2 separate regions of the Danio rerio genome follow, and region 1 is linked to region 2. The links are chromatin contacts, called in public HiCAR-type maps. All regions are on one chromosome and are shown on one strand. Each heading gives the region's core, a stretch centred on a gene start, on an enhancer-like site or on the middle of the called end of the contact. The rest is flanking DNA. Distances are from core to core; before and after follow the strand shown.

What was found. HiCAR-type assays count read pairs that join an accessible place to other places.
Region 1: a HiCAR-type map of caudal fin shows a contact between it and region 2, with 6 times the contacts expected there. The contact joins the enhancer-like site here to the promoter of her6 in region 2. A contact is called at or near these places in 6 of 18 Hi-C or Micro-C datasets (caudal fin, embryo, hematopoietic stem cells and 1 more) and 3 of 4 datasets of contacts at active chromatin or transcription factors (caudal fin, embryo and gastrula embryo).

The regions. Positions count from the first base shown.
Region 1 is chr6:39,307,647-39,311,580 of GRCz12tu, forward strand. It overlaps opa1 (OPA1 mitochondrial dynamin like GTPase), which reads right to left. Exons shown (of 29, transcript NM_001007298.1): 26 at 2,859-2,952; 27 at 2,350-2,460. Among named protein-coding and RNA genes, the nearest start is that of opa1, 43 kb to the right of the region's middle. Within about 2 kb of position 1,300, at least 8 of the 62 cell types and tissues checked have an H3K27ac peak or open chromatin away from gene starts, as enhancers often do. A contact at or near this core is called in caudal fin, where this site is marked.
Region 2 is chr6:39,109,068-39,112,871 of GRCz12tu, forward strand. It overlaps her6 (hairy-related 6), which reads right to left and starts at 1,418. Exons shown (of 4, transcript NM_131079.2): 1 at 1,086-1,418; 2 at 903-998; 3 at 703-790; 4 at 1-565. The coding sequence starts at 1,193. The coding sequence ends at 45. The region is part of intron 3 of LOC137490239 (a long non-coding RNA gene); the gene reads left to right.

The sequences.
Region 1 (3,934 bases), core at 50-2,549, 200 kb after region 2:
TTTTGCAACTCAAAGAGGGAATTTTCAACTGCAGGGAGCACAAAAAAACCAACAAAGATCCTGTCTTCTGTCAGAAAAGACAAACATGTTGATTTTTCTCCAGAAGAATGGTTAAAAACTGAGAGTCATTTTCCTTCAAACCACTGTACATTCTTTTACAGGAAAAAAATATTTATTTGTTTTACAATTTTTGGTTTTGTTTTAGTTTATATTAAAATGTAATAATAAAAATAAAGCGTTGTTAATTCTGTTCAATTTGATTTAGTTTTTTTTTTTAAATAAAAAAAACACTACAAAAAGTACAGATAAAAGAACCGTTAATGTACAAAAACGATAAGTGGTATAGATAAAAGTAGTAATACCGGTAAAACCTTAACGATACAAATCCCTAGTATTACTGTTGTTAATAAATCACCCAACTACTCTTCTGCACTCAAACTCAAAAGCCTAAATAAAACTTCTACAAATCTCAAAATAATTGAATATTAAACTATATCAAGCATTTCTCTGTACCTAAAACGCTTAAAATTACACATAGTGTGATTCAAAGGTGTACAAAGTGTGATCATTGTCATAGTAGTTTATGCTGTTGTTTTGCCATGACGGAAATATAACCAGGTTCTAAAATAGACATTTTTGCATGTTGCTGTCACAGACAGTTAGGACAAAAACTTGTTATATTAAAGAAAAAAAAATGTGTGCGCCATGTCGGATATAGTTAGGGCACGGTGTTACTGTTGTTAATAAAGCCCCAACTACTCTTTTGCACTGTGCACTCAAATAAGTGAATCTTAAACTATAACAAGCTTATTTCTTTACCTAAACGCTTAATATAAAACATGTTGTCATTTATCACTGTATAAAATGTAACACTTTACCCTCTTAATTAGCCTCCTATTTAAATAACATAGCAACTGCATGTAAACGTATTCTACTTACAGTCTAACAGTCTACTAATGCTCTAATGACTGCTAATTGTCATGTAGAAGCAGACTTGGTTATAGTCAACAAAATGTCATGATGGGATGATCATGATGAAGCACGGCTCGTAAATGTGTCCTTAACACTTAACCGTCAACTTGTTCAAATGAAGCACATTAGAAAAAAAAACTATAATAATAATCCACCAAAATTTCACCTTTTTGTCTTAAGACGGCGGGACGGTTTGACCATTGTTTAAGCACGCACTAACCTGGCCAGCAGCGGCATGAGCTCACACTCTGTTATCGGCGTAATGACAGCACAAGGGTGAACGTGTGCGCGAGTCGTGCGTCTGCTCCAGATCAAGTCTGAGCATGTCAGTCGTGCCTCCACAAATTGCTGCTTTAATCAACAGTGTGTTTAACAGTAACCAGGGCTGAAGACATGACAGACAGCAGGCAGTGCACAGCCAGGAGCTTTCTCATACTGTCTCACACACTGCGAAGGGCAATTAAGGGTTCAAGCCTCAACAGAGGAAGAAACAGGGAGAAAATGAGAGGGAGTGCGAGAGAGAGGAGAAAGTGCGGAAACCTATCCAGAACTGTATTCACAACTAATACCACAAGAATGCATTATGGAAACTGAATCCCGAACCACACCTGGTAATGATATGCAATATTTAGAAAAAAAACATTTAGCTTTTTGTTTATTTGTTTGTTTTTGAAGAAAAATGCAGATTTAATGAGCTTTGTCCAACTCTACTCAACGCAACAACTAAAACAATAACAAACTGAATGAATGCATTTAAAGAGTTATGAAATATTAATGATAGACCACATGAAAAGCTCTGAATTTAATTTCATGTTGAGTAAAAAAAATGTATTCTGTAAACTACTGATGACAATTCTTTATTGTCAAAAAATGAAGAAAAAAAAGTTTTTTGTATCAATTTAGATTTTTGCATTAATTAAAGAGATGTCATGTTTTCAAGACATGTTTGTATTAATGTTTAGACCACGCAATAGCAACGTTCAGAATTTCAAAAGATTTAAGAAATCTATATTTTATGGAATAAAATCCTAATTTAAAATCAAAATAAATGAAAACATTGATTATTTCTTCATTGTCTGAACAAGAAAAAATATACATTAAATAAATAACATTTTTCTTTCATTTGAAAAAGTTTATCTGATCTTTATAGACTGAAAAAAGACTTATGGTTTTCAAAACAAATCTAATATTCGCAAATTTTCTAAATACAGCAAGACCAATTGTAATGTTACGCTGGAGTGAAATTTAATCATTGTCCATTATCTATCACATTTTCTATACTCTTAAGTGCAAAGCAACACTGTCCTCTGCTGGCCGACCTGTCTTGAAGATTTTTCATGGGCTCGAATGAAGAATAAAATATGAGGATGGACTTACTGAGGTCTTCTGCCAGTTGAACCCTCCTGCCTGTGATCAGCTGGACTTTTTTCTCATTGTCCTCTCCAAAGTCTTCTAATACTTCTTTAACGTTCTTCTCCAAACGCCGTACTGCAAACAAACAAAATAATCAATTAACCAATATATATATATATATATATATATATATATATATATATATATATATATATATATATATATATATATATATACTAAATTAAATAAACTTAAAAATTTAAATAAAATATAAAAAATAAACAAAAACATAAAACAAATACATAAATCAAATTATAAAATTACTATTAAATAAATAAATAAAAACATTAAGCATAAATAAATAAATATATTCATTTCTGTTTTTTCAAGGTGGAACATAATACCATAATTTCAGTCACTTTTGTCTCTCTGTGAAATCCCCTTAATTATAAATCAAATATAAATGTATTAAGTAACCAGAACTGAAGACCTAAACAGAAAAGCCAGATTAGTGGTAAAACCCACAGACGTACCCTCAGTGTTAGTGAGCTGTTGTCGAAGAGTATTGGCAGTGATGCCCAACATCCTCTGAATCCTCCAGAACAGAACCACATCATTGCACTCAAGCTGGAATACAAAAAAATAAGTGAAACCATCAAGTATAATCCAACATAAATACATTTTGGAAAAAAATTGCTTAAGTAGGAAAGGTTTTGACCAAAAGAAAGGGACAAATGCGATGGGATAACTAAGGATGCACCGATCCTGATACTTGAATTGGATATCGGTTCGAAACCGCATATTTCTGCTGGATTGGGTATCGGCCAGCTGGTAACGATCTAATTCTGATCTTGGTGCACACTATGTTCTGTGTTTATAAGCCAACTAAGCCATAAAGGTAGCCTATAAAAGGACACTAGAAAGTTGTCATGTAGGTCTACTATATCCCAAATGTTCTGAAGCCATCCTACAGTTTAATGTGAAGTACAGATTAATATTCAGGTGGTTAAATTCATTTTCAATTCAGCGCTTCCTGCTGCTGCGCCTGTCAATCATTCTCCATTCATTCACAATTCAAACTGCATGTCGCGTTCATGACAACACGAAAACCTCTCTAAGACTATTTGTTCCTTTTAATATAAATAATCAGTCAAAAAAATCAATTTAGTTTTGCATTAAATGGATTCATCTTGCAACAAGGAGTTCATTGCTGTTTCTAAATCATGTTGCACTATGTCTGTTAGATCAACAGATCGCATTCGCAACACTGGATTAGTGAGGGTTATTATCTGCTCTTCACACACAGTAGGCCAACCTGAATTTTTAAATTAGAAAAGGCTCAATAATACATTAAACAGATCCTCAACGTACTGATTTCTTCCCTTTGTGCTGCTCAGTTTTGAAAGTGTCCGCAGATACCGGAGAGCTGCGCGCTGTCTCAATGATGCACCAATCGCTTCATTCACGTATCTGGCTGTGCAGACGTAATGTGCGCCGCTCCGAAAGTTTATAGAATAAAAGTTTTTAATTTTTTAAAAACCATTTTAAGGTCAAAATGATTAGCCCCTTTAAGCTACTTTTTTTCGATAGTCGACATAACAAACCATCA
Region 2 (3,804 bases), core at 168-2,667:
TGTTTTTTAAGAGTCTTTTAAGAGTTTTTTTTTCTCCTCGGAGTCTACCAAGGCCGCCAAACGGAGTCTGACGTGACGGACGGTGCTCCCGGAGAAACGGCCACCGGAACCGGTGTGTTGGAATTGTTTGCGTAGACTGGAATAACAGGGCCGTTTGGAGCAAAGGCAGCGTTGGGAATCAAAAAGGCGAACTGTCCGTCGGTTGCCGGCACAAGCTGGAAACCCCCATATACTTTAGTTGCGTCAGAAGTCAAGTTGGAGGATGAGCCGCTTTTGCAGGGGACTCCGCTAAGAGGCACAACGTTGGCTTGCTGAGTCGCGCTGGGGATCTGAACCATGGGTTGACTGAAGGATGGATGAGGAGGCCCGGCAGGTATCTGGTGCTGTGTTGGATAGTTCATGGCGTTGATCTGTGTCATGCAGCTGGCTAGGTGACCTAGCAGCCTAGTCCTGACCTCGGTGTTAACCCCTTCACATGTGGACAGGAACCGGGTAACCTCGTTCATGCATTCACTGAATCCAGCTCGGTACTTCCCAAGAACGGTGGGATCTGTGTTTAGGGCAGCTGTTGGGTAAACGAGAAAATAGATTAAGTTCAACTTAAATTATTTTAGCTCCTTAAACGTCTTTATTTTATTGCATTAGTTACATAAAGAGAATGCAAGGTGCATTTTCTGAAAGGTTTTAACTCTGGCGACTTACCGGTCATTTGTGCGCGCTGCATGTTTCTGAGATGTTTCACTGTCATCTCCAGGATGTCGGCTTTCTCAAGTTTAGAGTGTCTGGAGCTCTGAGAGTGAAGAAAGAGACTGATTTAGATATGCGGCTATATAAAGAAATGCATTAATATTCCAGCCAGATATAGCCTAACTGAAAGACTCAGTCGGACTTTCGGTACTTACATCTTTTTTCAGAGCATCCAAGATTAACGTTTTCAGCTGACCCAAGCTTTCGTTGATTCTCGCTCTTCTTCTTTTCTCCATAATGGGTTTAGAAGACTAAAATGCAAAATAAAAACAAAATGAGTCAATCTGTCTAATCACTTCTTGAAGCACTATAGTTCGTAGCTTAATATCAATACCAACCTTTCTGTGTTCCGAAGCCGTTTTGGGTTTATCAGGTGTAGTGTTCATGCTCGCCGGAGTCGCGGCGACCGGAGAAGAGGAGTTTTTTTCCATGATATCGGCAGGCATCTTCTCTGGGAAGTATCCTTTCGTGATCTTGTTTATAAAAAGAAATCCTCCCGCACAGCTGCTTCTAGTGGAGTAAACGCTGTCAAGTACGCTGATACAGTTCCAGTTATGAATGGATATCCGCACGAAGTGTCCCGAGTTCAACTGGTGCGGCAATGATGTCACAGTCTCTGATTTCACCGTTCGCCAGCGGTCGTAGCAACTGCCTGCCTCAGCGTCGTGTTGGTCTTATTTATATCTCCGGCTGCACGCGAACGGCTCGTGTGAAACTTCCCAAACTTTCTTTCCCACAGTAACTTTCTACCAATCAGCGCGCGGGACACGCGGCCCGAGGGGAGGATGGCTCGTGGTCGGCGCCCCTCCATTGGTTGTTTAGCGTTTGAGCGGGTGGCCAATGGCGCGCGGCCGGGTTTAGGGCACAACCGGGACTGCCTTCAATCATTCAGTTTACATATTAACACTTAAGAGCCAGTCTCCGCTCAGAAACAGCAAACTTTGTAATTGTAATTCAATACACATATAGATCCAGTGAAACTTAGAAGGAAACTAAAATGTGCCTGCGTCACACTCACCAAAGAGAGAGACAAGTTGTTTATTATTGGAATTAACATTTAAAAACATTAGAGACATGTCCAAATTAAAGTGACAATTCATAACACAATTTTAAAAAGTTTTGGAAAGTGTATTTTTTATAAACTTTTTACAACTTTTAATGCTGCATGTATTTCAAATATTAGGCTATTTAATTTTTAAATAGGTATCTTCTATGTTATTATGTTTTTAATAGCCTATGTAATATTTTATAGTCATTCAAATATGAATTTTGTGTAATAGGATCCTTCATAAATCGTTCTAACATATAATTTATTTTCAGTTTTATTTATTTTTTATTTTATTTTTTAAATAAATAAACAGCAAACAAAATAACACTTCCAAAACTTTGGCCACTTAGTTGTTATATGGCAAATGATAAGTCATAAAACTTGCTTTTAAAAGAGGTCTATAAATCTGAAACACAGTTGAAAAGTTCACTCTTGTATTTTTAAATTTTCACACTGTAGAATCTGTTTATCTTCTCACAATTATTTCTGTCGCTCGACTTAAAAGTGGTTGAAATTGTTGTTAACCATATCCTTGCGGGCTTTAACTTCCACACCACTTGTCTAAATTAAATTTACACTTTCAGTTCTCGAGTGTTCAACTTTGTTTTTACAGTGTAGAAGTATATTCGACAAGGCAGCGCCGTATTTCTTTAAGCGCGTCGCTGCTGTTGGCATTTTGACATCTGTCGGCTCACGAGCACTATTGTGAATGTGGAGCACGTGCCAGGATGTTTTATTACCTCGGTGGTTGAGGTTTGGCTGGCGGGCTAGGGGTGGCGGTGGTGGTTTACATTAGAGGGAAGGTAAATAGCAGCTGCTGTTCTAAAAGCCTGGGAAAACCACGCCCACTGAGAGCTCGATCGGGCTTATCGGAATGCGAGCCAGTGTGGAGATATTTCAGACCGAAAGCGCGCACTGCACGGGTAGTGTCCTTGACTGTGTCAAACAGAAGCGACTCTAATTTAGGTCATGATTTTATGATCCTCGGATGAGTTCGCAAAGAAAAGCCACCAAACAAACACTATATTCATTCATGCTTTTCTCTCTGTACCTAGTCTGTGTGTGCAATGAATTCTCAAAGTTCACTTTTTGAATGCTGCGCTAAAAGTAAAAATGGATTTTCGTATATGTTGACGTATATGTGCTATTATAAATATATACTTGTCAGTTAGCGGTCTGGCGTAACCTACTGACAGGAAAGGCAGCGGTTGGAGTGTGTGGAGTGGGTTGCCAGCCCTCTGATATGCACATTTGCAGGATGAGAGTCTCCAGCTGCTGCAGACCCCGCGACACGTGGCGCGCAAGCGGCGGGGGAAGGCGCTGCTCCTGCCGGCTTTGCGCGCGTCTGCGGGACAGAGCGCCGGGGGTTCGCCTGCAGTTCATGACTGTGATATATCATAGTGGCAGGCTGCTGAACTGTCTACTTTGCTGTATGCGTTTCTAATCACATTTCTTCAACTTTTGCTGTATAATGCGTATTGACGAGTCATGACAGCACTACATTACATTGTCCATGTAACATACCCATGTTGTTGTTAATTACTGGAGTAACTAATGAAATACGTATATAATTGTAAGCAGATCCACTCAACATTTACATTTTATTCATTACCATCATTAGTTTTACATGGTACAGTAATGAACAGTTTATTGTATAGTGTGTCTCTTTACTTTAAATGAGATACAGATGTTGTAACACCACAGGATGAGTTGCAAAGCAATCTGTAAATGCAGTTAAGTATTTGGATTTTAATACATAGTTAAGGCAAAAAAAATTAAAATGATGCATGCATCTGTGCATCTTCTAGACTCACAAAGTGTCTGCCTAGCTGTTTTATGAAACACGAAGGACCAAAATCTTCTAATATTCTCAACATATTAGATGACCTGAGTGTGAGTAAATTAACTGCTCTGTAACTGCGTTTAGAGTGAAATATATATTTATATTTCATATTTATAATACAAAATATAAAAATAGCTGATGAATAAAAAAGTTTACTGTATTTGCA